Regions from separate parts of the Mus musculus genome. Here all the other regions are linked to region 1. A link is a contact called in public HiCAR-type and HiChIP or PLAC-seq data. All regions are on one chromosome and are shown on one strand. Each heading gives the region's core, a stretch centred on a gene start, on an enhancer-like site or on the middle of the called end of the contact. The rest is flanking DNA. Distances are from core to core; before and after follow the strand shown.

The links. HiCAR-type assays count read pairs that join an accessible place to other places. HiChIP or PLAC-seq counts read pairs in DNA pulled down with a chosen protein or histone mark.
Region 2: a contact with region 1 is called in an H3K27ac HiChIP or PLAC-seq map of stem cell-derived neural progenitor cells, with 5 times the contacts expected there. The contact joins two enhancer-like sites. A contact is called at or near these places in 2 of 115 datasets of contacts at active chromatin or transcription factors (astrocytes and stem cell-derived neural progenitor cells).
Region 3: a contact with region 1 is called in a HiCAR-type map of astrocytes, with 4 times the contacts expected there. The contact joins two enhancer-like sites. A contact is called at or near these places in 3 of 115 datasets of contacts at active chromatin or transcription factors (astrocytes, embryonic stem cells and stem cell-derived neural progenitor cells).

Annotation. Positions count from the first base shown.
Region 1 is chr3:34,440,758-34,445,858 of GRCm38.p6, reverse strand. No RefSeq gene overlaps it. Among named protein-coding and RNA genes, the nearest start is that of Gm20515, 4.5 kb to the right of the region's middle. Within about 2 kb of position 2,343, at least 73 of the 459 cell types and tissues checked have an H3K27ac peak or open chromatin away from gene starts, as enhancers often do. A contact at or near this core is called in astrocytes and stem cell-derived neural progenitor cells, where this site is marked.
Region 2 is chr3:35,223,246-35,228,346 of GRCm38.p6, reverse strand. No RefSeq gene overlaps it. Among named protein-coding and RNA genes, the nearest start is that of 1700017M07Rik, 50 kb to the left of the region's middle. Within about 2 kb of position 2,741, at least 55 of the 459 cell types and tissues checked have an H3K27ac peak or open chromatin away from gene starts, as enhancers often do. A contact at or near this core is called in stem cell-derived neural progenitor cells, where this site is marked.
Region 3 is chr3:35,139,119-35,144,219 of GRCm38.p6, reverse strand. No RefSeq gene overlaps it. Among named protein-coding and RNA genes, the nearest start is that of 1700017M07Rik, 130 kb to the left of the region's middle. Within about 2 kb of position 2,584, at least 25 of the 459 cell types and tissues checked have an H3K27ac peak or open chromatin away from gene starts, as enhancers often do. A contact at or near this core is called in astrocytes and stem cell-derived neural progenitor cells, where this site is marked.

The sequences.
Region 1 (5,101 bases), core at 1,094-3,593:
GGAGATTAAGTTCCACCAGAGTTTTGGGCTCTTATATTGCATTTTTATATCAAGCAAAGTGCAAAAGATTATTTCTAGCATTAATCACTGCAGCTAATAAAGATGGGCCGCCCAGAGGTAGGGCCTGATACTAGGAAGCTTTTCTAAGCGCCTCAATGAAGATGCTCAATCGCATGTAACTCCTGTACAATCCACTAATAGAGAAACAGCGTTAATGAGGGATTGCATCATCACCAATGGGCCTGCTGAGTAGCTTGGCTCTGGTCGGCTGCTGCCAAAATGCAGTTCTCATTTCCAACAAACAAAGTCTATCTGAGAGACAGCACAGAGCCCTTCAGAACCGGGAAGTCCTGTGCATAATAATGAATCCCAGCTCTTCTTTTGCCAAAGAGCCTGGGCCCTTTCAATGTCATAGGTCAGCCCAGTGACTCAGAGAGGGCCTGATCCTTATCTAAGCGTTTGCAGCAAAATTAGAATGTGCTGTAGTCTTATTAAAGAAATGTTTGTCCCCCGTCAATGAGCTGAAAAGAAAGCAGCTCAATGCACTTTTGCAAATTACAGCAATAAACTGCTTGAATTAACTGCTTTATTACAAATATTTAATTATTCGGAGGGTTAAATATCCAACATTTTAGAAAGGCAAAAAATTAGCTACCGATTTGGTAACCTAGCTTGTTTAAAATCTCTCATGGTGGTGTGTATTTGCGTTTTTATTTTAAACAGTCCCAACTTTGAGGTGTCTTCCTTGTGAATTTAGCCAGTTTCCTTTCATTGTGAATGAAACAGCAAACACACACAGCTATCACTCCTGAGGTAAGCTGTCAAGAAAATCAAATCTGCAACTCATGAGCACCACAAAAGGCAGACTCTGTTTGCTTCTCTGGGAGCGGGAACACTTACACTGGAGGACTCCCGAGCCACAGAGGTCGTCAAGTACAACCCATTCTAAGGGACAGATAAAGTAACATGGCCATTATATTTAAACAGTTGCTAGTTAAATATTGTTTAAAGTATACACTCCTTTATTTAAAAGGGCCAAAGATTAAAACTGTACGTTAAAAAGAAAATTTGACAAATGCATACTAAGCAAAAAGCAAGTGTTCTCAGAGAGAAGTTTTTATGCCCCCACACAGAATTCTGTTCATTAATCCAAATGTGTTTTCCATTTATTAAATCATATGAGGCAGATGGAAATTATTTTTAAATAGATTTCTTAAAAAAAATTAGTAGGGAGCGTTTCTCCATAAAGCAAAGAAAAACATTACAATAACAGAAAACGGGTCAGGATGCGCCTGCACAGAGGGCATATCAAAGCGTGTTGTCGCCCGCTGTCTGTATCAGCAAGCTGACTGCTCAGGGCCAGAAAAATCTGCCATGTAGGTCCGACTCTTCACTGAAGCTCTTAAATGCGCGCTCGGAAACTACAAAGTGCTGAATATATTTTCAGTCTTTTTATGTGACGATTTACAACTCGTGACCTTAGGCAGTGTTATGCGCGTAAAACAAAATGACGAGACCACCCTGGTTCAGAGCTGAATAAAGGTAGTATAGAATCAAACTTCATTATCATTCAAATGTCAGGAGGGAGAACAACAGAAACTCCACAGTACATAGATATATAATTCTATTTTGCAGTTTTACTTTATAAAAATGCCCCCTCTTCACTTGTATTTTGCTATTAACCAGCTCAGAGCAAGTAGACAATTATCTAAGCTTAATGTTGAAGTAATAACGTGCTACAAACATTAAAACCCTTGAGGCACGTCAGCTGGGGCCTGTGGGGGATAAAGCCGCGACCAGTTGCTCCTCGGGCTGCCCACCCTGACGTTCAGGAAAATTATCGTTTTGCTTGATTCAGACCCGGACACTGGGAGCCCCTGACATCGGGATGACTGTGCTGGCAGCATGCCTCCTGATACCCACAAGAGCTGTCCCTGCTCTCTGTCCCATGAAAGGAGTCCTTGTTACTTCTCTTTGATAGCTGGCACACTGCCCCTTTCACAGACCCAACGAACCGTCATCTTGGATGTAACAAATTAGTACATTCTCAGAATAATAATAAGCGCAGGCATGAAAACACCGTTGTTTTTACTTGGAAATGAAGTAACTCATTTTAGCTGAGTGACTTTTTTCAGTGCAGCACCCCAGGCCAAAGAGAAAAAAAAAAGAAACTTTTTTTCCCCCTTCTGAAAAGAATGGTCAATTTCAAGAGAGATATGACACACGCTTTACTGTAAAAATCTGAGAAAGTCAAATTAATTGGGGGGGGGGAGAGCTTTCACTGTAGAATAATTAAAAAGAAAATTAGGGGCTCAAAGGAAATCCACACGTACCTAAGTGATGTGTCATTAGAGAAATAGGATCGGAGATGACTCACCATGGTACTCAGTTCTGATACCAGGTTAAGATGTATCTTGTGAATTTTTTTTTCTACTTGTAAAAAAAAAAATTAACTAGGAGTTAAGAAAAGATCCGGTATAATAGAAAACTAATTGAATGTCTCGAGTGTTAAAACACTAGAGAGTACCATGAGCATGTTTTCATATGTTAATAACCATGTCAAAATGTTCTTCCAGTTCTCAGAAACATTTCCTTACCGGTGAGGGAGCTTCTCTAGTCTCAGGACCGCTCCTTTTACTACATTAGTAAGAGAAAGCTAATGTTTACACATTTGCATATGGGATGAATCTACTTCAAAGGCGACCCACAACCACACGGGAAACACCTTTGCTCTCTCCCTACCTGGCAACCTCAGAAAGTCTGGAAAAAAAGGCCATGAGAACCTCTGTTACTGGATCTTCACAGCCGCTCCAGCTAAGGGCTGACCTAGGCTCCAAATAGCGAGTGTCCTTTTCAAATAGACGGTCAGTTGAGATTGGAAGAGCTGCCAAGAAGTGCGGAAGAATAAACTAAATAAACACTTATTTATACTCTTGTAGATACGGGCCAATGTGGACGTTAGTTAGCTCCAGAGGACGGCCTAGAGATTTAACAATCACTAATTTGTTCTCTGTTCTCGCTAGCTCTTGTCTCCTGAAATAAATGGTCATATTTTAATACAAAATGTACTATAAATTTATTAAACTTTCTGGTTCAGATGAGTTCAAAATATCTCATTATAAACGGAGACTGTCCTGAGAGGCAGTCAAGCATGATTAAAAAGATCACTCTTTTACACAAAAAAATAGCCTTCTTACTTTACCCTTTGTTGAAAAGACATTTGGCCAGCCACAGGGGAAAGACATAATCTACTTTTATATTCAAATAATTTATTTGAAAACTCCATGGCTACGATGACCCTAAATAATTCTGGGTTGAATATACATATTACATGGGTTTATGTGACCTTAACCACTGACTTGTTTTAATGTGCCATCAATGATTTTAGCAATTATTTTTTTAAAGGAGAAAGACACATTCTAACACTTTGATTTAAAAATTGCCATTAAATAAAATTATAAGGAAAGTACACGTTAAAGCGCAGTGTATTTCTGCCAATAAACCCGCACACCCAGAGTCAAGCTTGGGATGTTACTTGCTGTCCTCGAGCAGCACCCATCTCTCTGATCTGACTCACATTCCAATACACCATCTACCTGGTGACAACGTGTCAGAAATGGTGCCATCGCTATTTGGCTTTCATGGAGACAAACAGCACTTGCGGAGCATACAAGGCTTCTCTGAGGATCCGTTCTGTTTAGCTCTGGGCATTTGGTCTCAGCATCTTGATGATAAGGTTAGTTGTATAGGCTCCAGGCAACAGAGAACTTCATTTTGAAACCTCCTCCCCACCCCCACCCCACCACCGCCCCAGGAGCCAAAGAAGAGGCTAGCAGTGACTGTTTGCCCATTTGCTTTAAGACACTGTCCCTTTCATTCAGCTGCCCAGCCAGTGCCCACTGTTACATAACAGCAGAGAGTGGCGGTCCACAAAGCAGGTAGGACCCTCCTAAATACTCAGCTCTCTTATTTAGGGTTTTAAGAAAACAGACAGTTGTCAAGCAGCTGTACAAAGCATTTAGGAAACTGTTCCTACATTCTTAATTTCTTTCCTGTTTACCAGTCGCAACCAAGCCCTAAAAAGTCCAGAAAAGGAGTCCAGAAAGTTTTCTGATTTTTGCTTATGTTTTTTTCCTTCCAACTTCCCACGGTACGCATGAGATATACCCCCCCCCGCCCCCCTGCCACCTCCCCATACAGAAAACCAAAATGCGAAATGTGGACTTGTGCATTCCGGGCGCCTCCCCAGACTCTGCCCCTCTTCCAGCCAAGCAGAATGAGTATCTGGGCTAACCACACATTTCAGGACAAAGGAGCTAATTCATGGGGGAGGGGAGACCACACACCATTTATAAGGTTTGTTCAGTTTACAAGAAAACCATTGTCAATGCTTTGTTGATTCATTATCAATGACCCTCGTGACAAATAACAAGTGACCACCTCCTGGCTCAACTCTCCAGCATCTTCCCCATGCAGGAGCAGCCGGCCTCTACTGGGCTAATTGCTAGTCAAGAAAACTGGAACTGTGGGGACAGGAGATGGCTCTGATCACAGATGTAGCCTTTAGCTTGAAGATTTGATGGAACTGTGGTTCTGGTACATGGAATATCTCAAACAATAGGGTAGTGCTTGCTTTTACTACATGACTCTGCTGTGAAGAACCAAATTCCAGTAGAGGGAGAGAAAAAGCCAGGAAAGGACCATAGAGGCTTATGCTGCTCTATGCAGGGGCCACCGCCAGGATGTTTCAGTTCCTACAAATCTTCTTGTATCCCCACCTACAAAATAGGACTAAAGTATTTTTTTTTGTAAAAAAAAAAAAAAAAAAAGGGAAAATCACCTTAAAATCCTTTGTTGGAAAAATGTTATACAGAGAACGAGCATTATCTTCCTCGTCCATTGAACCTTTGTACTTTTTTCTCTGTCCTGAGGGAAATAATAAATTGACATATTTTCTATCATCAGAGATCCTTTTAAGACCACAATGTGATTGCACTCCATGCGCCTCACACTTATCCCCATTAAAAACACACAAAGGGCCGAAGGCACGATAGGACTGGGTGGTACAAAGGGCGCACCAGATCTGCTGTCGTACAACACG
Region 2 (5,101 bases), core at 1,492-3,991, 780 kb before region 1:
GATGTTGTTTTATGAGCTGTCCGGGATGCTAATTTGTCTGAGGTCTCAGCAAAAGTGCTGAGATACCAATCCACAGTCAAATTCTCAAGCCTGAATTTTCTCTTCTGTTAAGAAACTGTATGAGTGCAGGGGGCTATGGTGTCAGTCACTAAACACCTACGGCGTCATCTGATCACCTATGCACTGAGGAAGTAATTGTAAGTAAGATAGAACTTACAGTTTAAATGCAAAGGTTTGCCTTGGTGCAGAAGTTGTGATCAGACATGTAGGCCTCTGTACCAGTGGGCAGCTGCACTTCAGTTCACAGCACCTTTAGAATCTTTCTATCCCTTCTGGTCTACCTATGCATTCTTTATCTAGGAAGTGCATTTTAAGTGTGGGTGCAAGCTTGTGTGTATGTGTGTGTATAACACATGTATGTTTGTGTGTTTCTAGGCGTGTGTGTGGTGAGGTGTGGATGCATGTAAGTGAGTGTGTGTGTGTGTGTGTGTGTGTGTGTGTGTGTGCTGGTTGCTGGTTGCAGAAACTTAGGAAAATCTCAAGTACCATCCCTCCTGGGGCTCCATGCAGATCCTGACCACTTTGTTTATTTGTTTGTTTGTTTTTGTTTTTTGGGTTGTTTTGTTTTGTTTTGTTTTAAGACATTGCTTCTCACTGTCCTGGAACTTGGGAACTAGGCCTGACTGGCTGGCCAGTGCGTCCAAAGGATTGTCTCTGCCTCTCCGGCACTGGGCTGCCAAGCACACACTACCATGTGGAACTTTGTGCAACGTGGTTCCTGGAGATGAACTTCAGATCATGATGTTTGTGGGCCAGCTCCCCGGCGCTTTCCCTGCTGTTCTGAAATGCTTCCAGTGGAAACTGCGTTTGGCCTCTCTCCCTCTAAAAGCCATACACTCTACAGTCCTTTCTATTTTATACTTGCTGACTCTGACCCCAGAGGTGTCCTGAGCCATGAGATGGCCACCTGTTTCTAGAGAGAATGAGGTTCTGGACTCTTCCTGTTCCTCCTCCTTCCTCCTGTGGGTTTGTTGCTTGTCAGGCCACTTAGCAACTTGATCAAGAGTCTTAGGGAGACAAGAGTTGATTTGAATGGATGGTTGGTGGGTTAGAGCCACAGGGTCCTAAGAATTTTCTTCGTTTTACTTGACATTTCAAGTGCAAATGTGTATTTTAATATCCGCCTTGAACATTCTTGAGAGGGGAATCATGGTGGCAAGCAATGACTACACTGGTTAATTTAGTCAAATCATTGTGACAACTCATTTTAGCTTCTTACAGTAAAGATGTGAAACCAGACAAGTGCACATACTACGTACACATTTTATGCAGTAAATGTGCTGACAGCGTTTAGAAAGTTCAATGTTTTGGGGGAATATTAGGGGTTAAGACTAAGAAATTACCCTTATTATAGAACATTTATAATACCATAATTAATGAGATTTTATCTTTGTAGTTTAGTTTGCATCTCTCTTTCAACAATGATCCATTGCTGTGGCAAAGACTTCAGCAGTCTCAGCTGGGCTGCCTTGGGCATACATGGGAATAGGGGGATCCTGGAGAGCCAGCCTGAAGCCCAAGTGATTTCCTGGGTCCTTGACATTAATGAATGTCTCAGTGAATAAGTGAATAAGATTTTGGAAATAATGCTAGGATCCATACAATATATACTAGCACAACTTCACATTCAAATATTAAAATGTTTTTCTGATGGTTGAAAAACAGTGACATCTCTTTGGTCTTACTAAACTCACTCCTGTGAACACACGGTCCACCTTATGACTCCACTATGTGCCTTCAATCTACTGAACCCAGGTAGCTAAGGTCATAACTGATGTAGCAAAGAGGTCAAGGTCCTTGAAGACATTACTTTTGTCCTTTCTTGAAATGCATAATCTTCTTGGGTCAGGATTTTTCCTATTTACATTTCTACATGAATTTAATAGCAATTTAGAGTGGAAGGGTGGAAAGGAGAAGTGAGGGTGGGAGGGAGGAAGGTGGGAGGGAGTAAAGGAGGGAGGGAGGGAGAAAGAATGACAGAGAGAGAGAGATTCCACAGGCTCACACTGAAGATGGGTTTGGTCATATTCAACACATTGAACACCTTATTGAACATCTTGAAGTATTCAGAATCCCGTGGTGTTCTGTAAGGCCCAGATGTGTACAGCCAGGTGCCTCCCTCCCAATGTTTAAACCCATTTTATGGAGGATTTAATCCATCTTTGGAATCACAGACTTTGGAATGCATTCCTTGGGAGGCCATCTGAGATGATAAAAAACAGGTCCAAAGATGATATTCAAAGATGCCATTTATGGACTGGCAGAAAGGGGCTGAGCAGAGAGAGAGAGAAACTTGGCAGTGCTTTGTGGAGTCGTTTCAATTTGCCCTGTTCTAGAGCACAAGGGAACTCTTGAAATTTCATAATCATAGGATCTTTTTATTCATTTCCCAAAGAGCATGTTTTTGAGTCAGTGCATAATATAGCTATTTGTTCTCTCGAACACATCTTAGGGATGAAAAAGGAGTTAGGAAAATGAGCCCATTGTTTTTTAAAATTAGTGACAAACTTCAAAATAATTCCAAACAAACCTCAAATAAAACATTCTCCCCCTACTGCGAGTCCCATTTAAACTGTTTGGGTCAGTCTGCTTTAATGAGCCCCATTCATGCTGACTCGTCCACACACTTCACACAAAGACAACTGTACCTCTAAACCCATTTGAAAGTGATGGATGACTGTCAGCTCTGTGAGGCGAGCATGTGGTGGCTTGATAGCGCGGTGAAAGCAATCGCCGAGTGCGAGTCTGTTTCTTTTGGCAACGGAAGGGGTTGCTAATGGATTCATCATTTTCTGTTAAGCATGAATGTCAAACAAAAAAACATTTAGGGCTCTATTCAGCAGAGTTTCCGGCTTGATGCTTGCCAGCTATGGAGGCCCTGTGACTTGGAACCTGGACAGCCCAAAGCCTGATTTTTATTCCCCAAGTTCCGTGGAGCTAGAGCCCCCGAACCTGGAATTCTGCCAAAAGCTCCTTCCTCATCCTCTACCTCTTCCTGTGCCTCCTCCTTCTGCCCTTCTCACACTTCCTCCTCTCTCCTCTTCCTTTGCCTGCTCTTTTCCCTTCACCTCCTCCCTTGTCCCGCTCCTCCTCTCTTGCTCCTCCTCTCCTGCTCCTGCTCCTCCTCTCCTGCTCCTCCTCTCCTGCTCCTCCTGCTCCTGCTCCTCCTCTCCTGCTCCTCCTCCTGCTCCTGCTCCTCCTCTCCTGCTCCTCCTCTCCTGCTCCTCCTGCTCCTGCTCTTCCTCTCCTGCTCCTTCTCTCCTGCGCCTCCTCTTCTGTCTCCTGCTCTGCTTCCGTCTGCATCACCTCGGCTTCTCCTCCTCTACCTCCCCCTTCTCTTTCTTTTTCTTTTTCTCTCTTCAGCTCCTCTCTTTTCCAATCATGTGACATTATGGGCCTTGCTCTTCGATTGGTGGTATCTGGAACAGAGTGAGATACCAGCTCTTATCCCATCATTGACTCTGCCTAAGAACCACATAGAAATCCACTCATAGAGGGCTGGCAGGGTAAGCACGGGGCACATGCCAGTGCTGCTTGTATCTTAGACCTGACTGGATGAAGCAGGGATTGCCCATTTGTTATTTGGAAATCATAAACAATCAATGTGCTCTGAACTCATTCTACGCCCAGAAAATGAACACAAAAATAGAAGTGGAGAGAGATGTAGGCTTTTGAGATGCTGTGTTGTTCTCTGAATGGACCGGGAGAGGGCTTGGGGAAAATGCTGGCCTTGCCACACAGCTCTTATTGTATCATTTACCACAGAAGGGCTTCCTTCTGTGGGAGAATGGCTTCTTCAACCACATCCACAGTGGAAGGAATTAGGAGCTGGGCCCAGACAAGGGGAGCACTACCCCCCTGCCAGAGGCAGTGACTATTATTTAGACCCCAGAGTAACTGTGAGGCTGGCATGAGTCTTGGAACCAGCTCTGACATCGTGGATAACTCTCTATCAGCCTCAGTGCCTCAGATTTTGAACATTGTTGTTTTGTAGGTTAAATGAAATTGCAAAAGATCAGTAGTCTAAATTACGAGTTCATGCACATAGCGATTTATTAATTTAATTATTTTAACTAGTAAGGTGAACAAACAATGAAAGCCAGGAGCTTGTGTAAGGTCTAAGAGCTCAGAACATAGAAGAGATAGATTATTAACACCCACTTGCTTCTCTGCCAATCAAATGGGTGCTCCCTCCATCTGGGCTCAGCTCCTCCTCTGTGCCCTGTGGATATGGCTGAAGAAGCCATTCTCCCACAGGCGGGTGGGGTGGGGTGGGTGGGGTCTTCAGATGTCAATGATATCAAAAGAGCTGTGTCTTCTGTCTCTAGTCCCCAAAGTGCTTTGGTTGTAGGCAACTGTCCATTCATACATGGCTTTTGAAGTGGGTACTCAGTTTCCAACCCTGACCTTCATGTTTGCATACCAAGTGCTTTTATTCCTCTGAGGCATCTCCTCAACCCAGAAGCTCGAGCTTTCCTTGGGCACTAAGTTTTCACAGTAGGGGACTGGATCTGAGCACAGGGTTAATACCTGTGCACTGAGAAGGGAAATAGGATGTAAAGATGAACCCAGAGGTCTGTTTTAAGTTCTTTGTGAGTGTGGCTTGCATCTCCTCTCTTGTCTCTAATCCTCAGTCATATTTGGAGGAAAATTAAAATAAGTTGTGAAATGCTGCCAGCGCTTTGTAAATGACAGGACTACTGGTGAGTTAATGTGACAATTCTATTGATAACTTAGCTTAGGAGATGAAGCTAGACATTGAAAAAAGCAAAAGTAATAGTCTTCTCTGAATTATCAAATGGCAACTCCCTCTGGAAATGCCCTCTACTACCTACATAGTCAACCAGGGTTTCTCTCCTTTGTTTGCATGTTTATAACACCACACACACACACACACACACACACACACACACACACACACACACACACTGTGACAAAGATGATCTTGAGGGAGACAAACACTCTAAGAACTCAGGAAATATTTGTTGAATTTAGTAAACACTTATCCGGAAAACAGAGAAAGTTGCTCTATGGTGTCCAA
Region 3 (5,101 bases), core at 1,335-3,834, 700 kb before region 1:
TCATGCAGGGCCACTAGCAGACAGAGTCATGGAATCTAAAGAAATTGTCCGATTATAATGCTGTAGGCTAGGATGAGATGGCTTTTTCCTTGGCTAGTCTGCTCACTTGTCTTGCCACAGGGCAAAGGGTGACCTGAAGCCAAATGATGCACTTGTGTTCTATTGCAGCAGCCCATGAGGCCAACCATTTGGATGTGATGTCCTGGAAGGAGCAGAAGTGGGGTACATGCCCCACTCGTCTCAGTATGTAATGCTACATGAGTCTGGAAAGCACTTTCTGCCAACAAGAATGGTTACGCCTTCCACAGGCATCCTGGGAATGACCTATGGAGACAAAGAGAAGGTCCAGGCAGTATCTCGACATCCATATCAATTGTCTGTAGGCTCAGACTGAAGAAAATTGACCCAGAAAACTTCTGTCCTATCCCTTACCTTGTGAGTTAGCTCTGATGATTACAGAGTTGCCACAGGTGAAGATTTTTCACATTGAAAGCTAATCACACTTTCAGAAAAATTTCTATGAGCCACTGGCCCTGAAAATATTCTTTTCTCACAAAATACACACATATTTGTGTGTTAGTTTTACATATGTATGTATGTATATATATATGTATATGTATATGTGTATGTATACATATATACATACATATACAATGTATACAATGTATATATGTATATATGTGTATACAATGTATATATATGTATATGTGTGTATGTATACATGTGTTTATGTATATGTATATATGTGTGTAAGTATACATATAAATGTGTATATATACATATATGTGTATATATGCATATATATACTATGTTTATATATAATGTGTGTATATATAAGGATGTATTATATATGTAGGTATACAGGAATATATGCTGGGATATATGTATATACATATTTATACACACACATATATATTTATATATATTTATATATACACATTGGGTATACACACTCACACACACACACACACACACACACACACACATATATATATATATATATATATATATATATATATATATATATATATATACACATATATATACCACACACACACACATACACGCACAGTGTTATGTGTTTTTCTTGGACACTATCTTCATCCCTGGGTTAATATTCATGATCAATTGCTACCATCTCTGCTCATCTTTCTGTATAATAGTCTCCAGAGATTCTGTGTAAAGGACTAAATATTAACATCCCTGTGTTTCCAGGGCCCAGGATACTGTTGGGCAAGTAGTAACTGAACAGTGACATGTTTGCTCAGTTGTTAAACAAATGAAGTAGACCTGTGAATTCTCTTCAAAAACCACTAGATTAATTCCGTTTCTGTTCCTCCTTTTTGAAAGGAAATGGTTAACCAAAGTAACACACAACTGGTAAAAGAGATGACCAGGAATGGTACAAAATAAGCTTCAGGCTTATTAATTGCAGATGTGCTAAAGCATTTTATTTGGAAACTCTTAAATGGTTCGTGTCCAACAGACCACCAAATGGAAAAGGATAAAGGTTTTATTGCTTAAAAAAAGAGAGAGATTGTCAGGTAGACATTCGTATCTTCATCCCTTGCTATGATCGTAATTCTGATGGAGTTGAGTTGACAAACATGCCATAAGCAATGCTCCAAATGCCATCAAATTATAAAAAATGAGTAAGAGGGCATTTACAGCATAGCCAACAAAAGAATGTAAAGTTTGCTTAAAGAGAGAAGGACTGTGGTGCAGCTCAGTGGCTGAGCACAAGCCTTGTCTATACATGAGGCTGAACTGGATCCCCAGCATCACAAAACAAGCCAAAGGATGTTCATATTACATGTGATGCTGCTATATGTCCCACGACTATGCTGTGTTCTGGAAACCTACCTCCTCCTCCAACCTCCTCCTCCTCCACTCTAGTTCCTGTCATCCCCCAGGTGTGGTCTCCACCTGGGTTCTTAATCTCTGTTTCCTCATCACGCTTGAGCCCCTTTACCAGAGGAGTTATCTCTGAAGATGCCTCTTCCAGATCAGCTCGTAAACACCCAGAGCGTTTTACACACTTCCCTCCCTCCAGCAGGCATGACTGTTTTTCGTAGCTCACGGGTGGCAGTGGCCTTCTTCTGGGAGCAATGCCAGAATCTGGTCCAGGAAAACTCTGAGGCAACTTTCAGGACCTTTGTAATGGATGCTACCCGTTGCCACATTTTATCTTGGTTTCCTTGGGAGAAAGCAACCATGCTTCGTTCAGACGGGCAAGCCAAGTTCGCTTTCTGATGCCAAACTGGCAAGGACCACAGAGCTTGGTGTTGGTCTGTGGATGGGAAAAGGCATCAGGAAGAGTTTCTGACTTTTTACATCTTTTGAAAATGAGCAGCTGATACATTAAATTTTTTGTCAGGGAACAAGCATCAGATTGCATAAATAACTCATTTGAACAGCAATCACCTCCCAGTCACTCAGCTCTCTGGCAGTTAACAAAAAGGTTTTAAGATAGAAACTGGACTATTTAGCTTTCATTAATCATTCATACTGTTCAAACACATCACACAGTAACTGAAGAGGGTTATGGTAGCTAAGCTTGAGTCTGTTGTGGAAAGTAAGTTTAACTTTCTATGAACTCACTGGACACAAAGAGTGTCCCCTGCTTACTATTCCAAATGTCACCAGCTAGAAGCAAACGGATGATTACGAATGGTAATGAAATACCTCTGAAGCCGTTTGTACACTAACAAAGAGTTACTGTCAGAACTTGAATAAGGTCCATCTACCCATTTTCAAAGAATGTCAACATTATATAAGGGGTAAAGCAGACAGCAACAGCTAAATACACAAACAAATAAGTTTCTGATAACATTTCCCTAGAACACAGTTTTCGTCAAATTTTTTTTTCTTGGAAAAGGAGAGATCAATGAAAGCATCTCACCTCCTTAAATCATTTCAACCCCACAGTGGGCCTCGCAGGAGTTAGGAGAGTTTTAGACATTCCATCTTTGTGTTCTGGATTTTTGGGGCATGGGGGCAATGGAGATTCCTGGGTTGAGTTTCTCTGGCTGATACTTGTTTTCTTCGTTTCATTTGTTCTCATCTTCTTAAGTGAAGCAGGGAAAACAGGGTGAAATTTTCTGTGTTCTGTCTCTAGGAGAGAGAAACCCAATAATTGCTGCTTCTTGGAGGCATTGGTTGGCAGCCCAGGAATTTCTTGATGGACTCCTCTGTTTAGCTGTTCCTGAGGACCAGGGTGGTGGCTTCTCCTAGGCTTCAACTGTGCCCTTACTAGGTCTGCATCTTTCTACTGGGATGAGACTCCACATTTTATGAAGGAGCCAATGAGTGGAAAATACCCCATTGCTTTTGAAACGTACCTAAAATCTCAGGGCACTAAGACTAAAGCTGCGTGAAAGTTCCTGAAAGGGAGGGTCTTTATGACAACCTACAGAGGGGCTGTTTCCTCTAGAAATAAGAATCTCATTTAGTGTGTTTTAAGGTCTTTAGTAGAGCTCTTTTGCCAGGAGGAGAACTACTTGGGAATCTGATGGTTTCATTTAGTTCTAATGAGAAAAAAAAAAAAAAAAGAGGCAGATGTGGTAGCAGCTGTTATAGGAGAAGCAATGGGTAGCGAGAACGCAGACTTATTGACACCCATGAAGAATGCTTAAAGGCGTTGAGAAAGAAGAAAAAAAAAAGATCTTGAAGACACAGAATTCAGTGCTAGGAAAAATGGGTGTATAAAACATAAAACAACATTTTATATCGATCAAGTGATTTTTTTTTTCCTTTAAAATTATCAGAAGCTGTTTAAAAGAAGGGAAGAATGTTTGACTTGTGTTCTGAGAAGTCTAGAGTCTAGGGCAGGCTTCTTGGAGGGATTGATCTGGCTTAACAGTGTCCCTCTGACCCCAGCAGTCTCAGCTCTGCCTTCTGTTCTCTGTGTAAATTTTATTCCAAGATTGACCCTCTACATGTAAGGTAGCCGCCCACAATATCTGGACTGCATGCTTTCTTAAATTCAGGTGGAGAGGGCAACATGGGAAAGAGATGAATGCCTTTCTCCTAAACAAAGTCCTGAGTTTCACTCTGGAATGTTCTTACCTTGGCAGTAGGAGGAGGCTTAAGTCAGTGACTCAGTGCTCTCTCCTCAAATCAAAACAAAATAGGCTGATGCAGAAGGGAATAATGGAGCCAGAGTGGCCAGACTGTCCACAATGAGTGTTGACCCAAACACAGCTTGATGTGTGGCTTTCACCAAGCAAACCTTCCCTGTAACGGTTACCTTGAAAACACTCATTACTATTTCTCAAAAGGCAGTTCTCGGACCCAAACTGCAGAGATGTGGTTTAAATGAAGATCCCTAGATCTTTCAGAATTTCTGTGAGTTTAAGAGATGGATGAGAGTTTGCCTTTTTAGCAAGTTCCTGGGTGCCTTTCATGCCCACTAACGTTTAGAGGTCACTATTCTATAGAAGTGTAATGCTCAGAAGCTAAGATTTCAGGAGCCTGTGGGCTTGTGATAGGAAGGTCTGAGAATGAATTTCACAGTACCTTTGTAAACTGTCCTGGATCTGGTAGCTACCAATAGTCCCACCTGAAAGACATGTAGTATTAACGAGGACTTGACTTTATATTGCCAAAATACAGGTGCCTCTTGTTGAAACTGTTTTCAAATGACCTGTAGTGCACATTTCCATAATCTGTGAGGGAATCCTGTTCTTTGGCATACTGCAGTAGTTTAAAGAATTATGCATTACAGTTATCTCTTATTTCACAAAGAAATTGTATGTATGCTGGTGCAAATGTGTGTATGGATGATGGTGTCATTCTTCAGGCCCTCATCCCTCTTTGAGACAGGGTCTTTCATTGTCCTAGAACTTTTCAAGTAGGCTAACATGGTTGGCCAGAGAGCCCCGAGGATACCTCTCTGTCCGCCTCCCATGTTATTATGAGATCATGCATGCATGCTATTTTATTTTTCCAGCGGCTTTACATGTATTCTGGGGACTAAGGTAAGGACCTCAGATGTGTGAGGCAGTTCATGGACTGAGTCGCTTCCCCAGCCCACATTTCTCCCTTTTCAAGGGATGTTTTGAAATCATCCACATATACTATACTTTAATTTCCCTTTGGT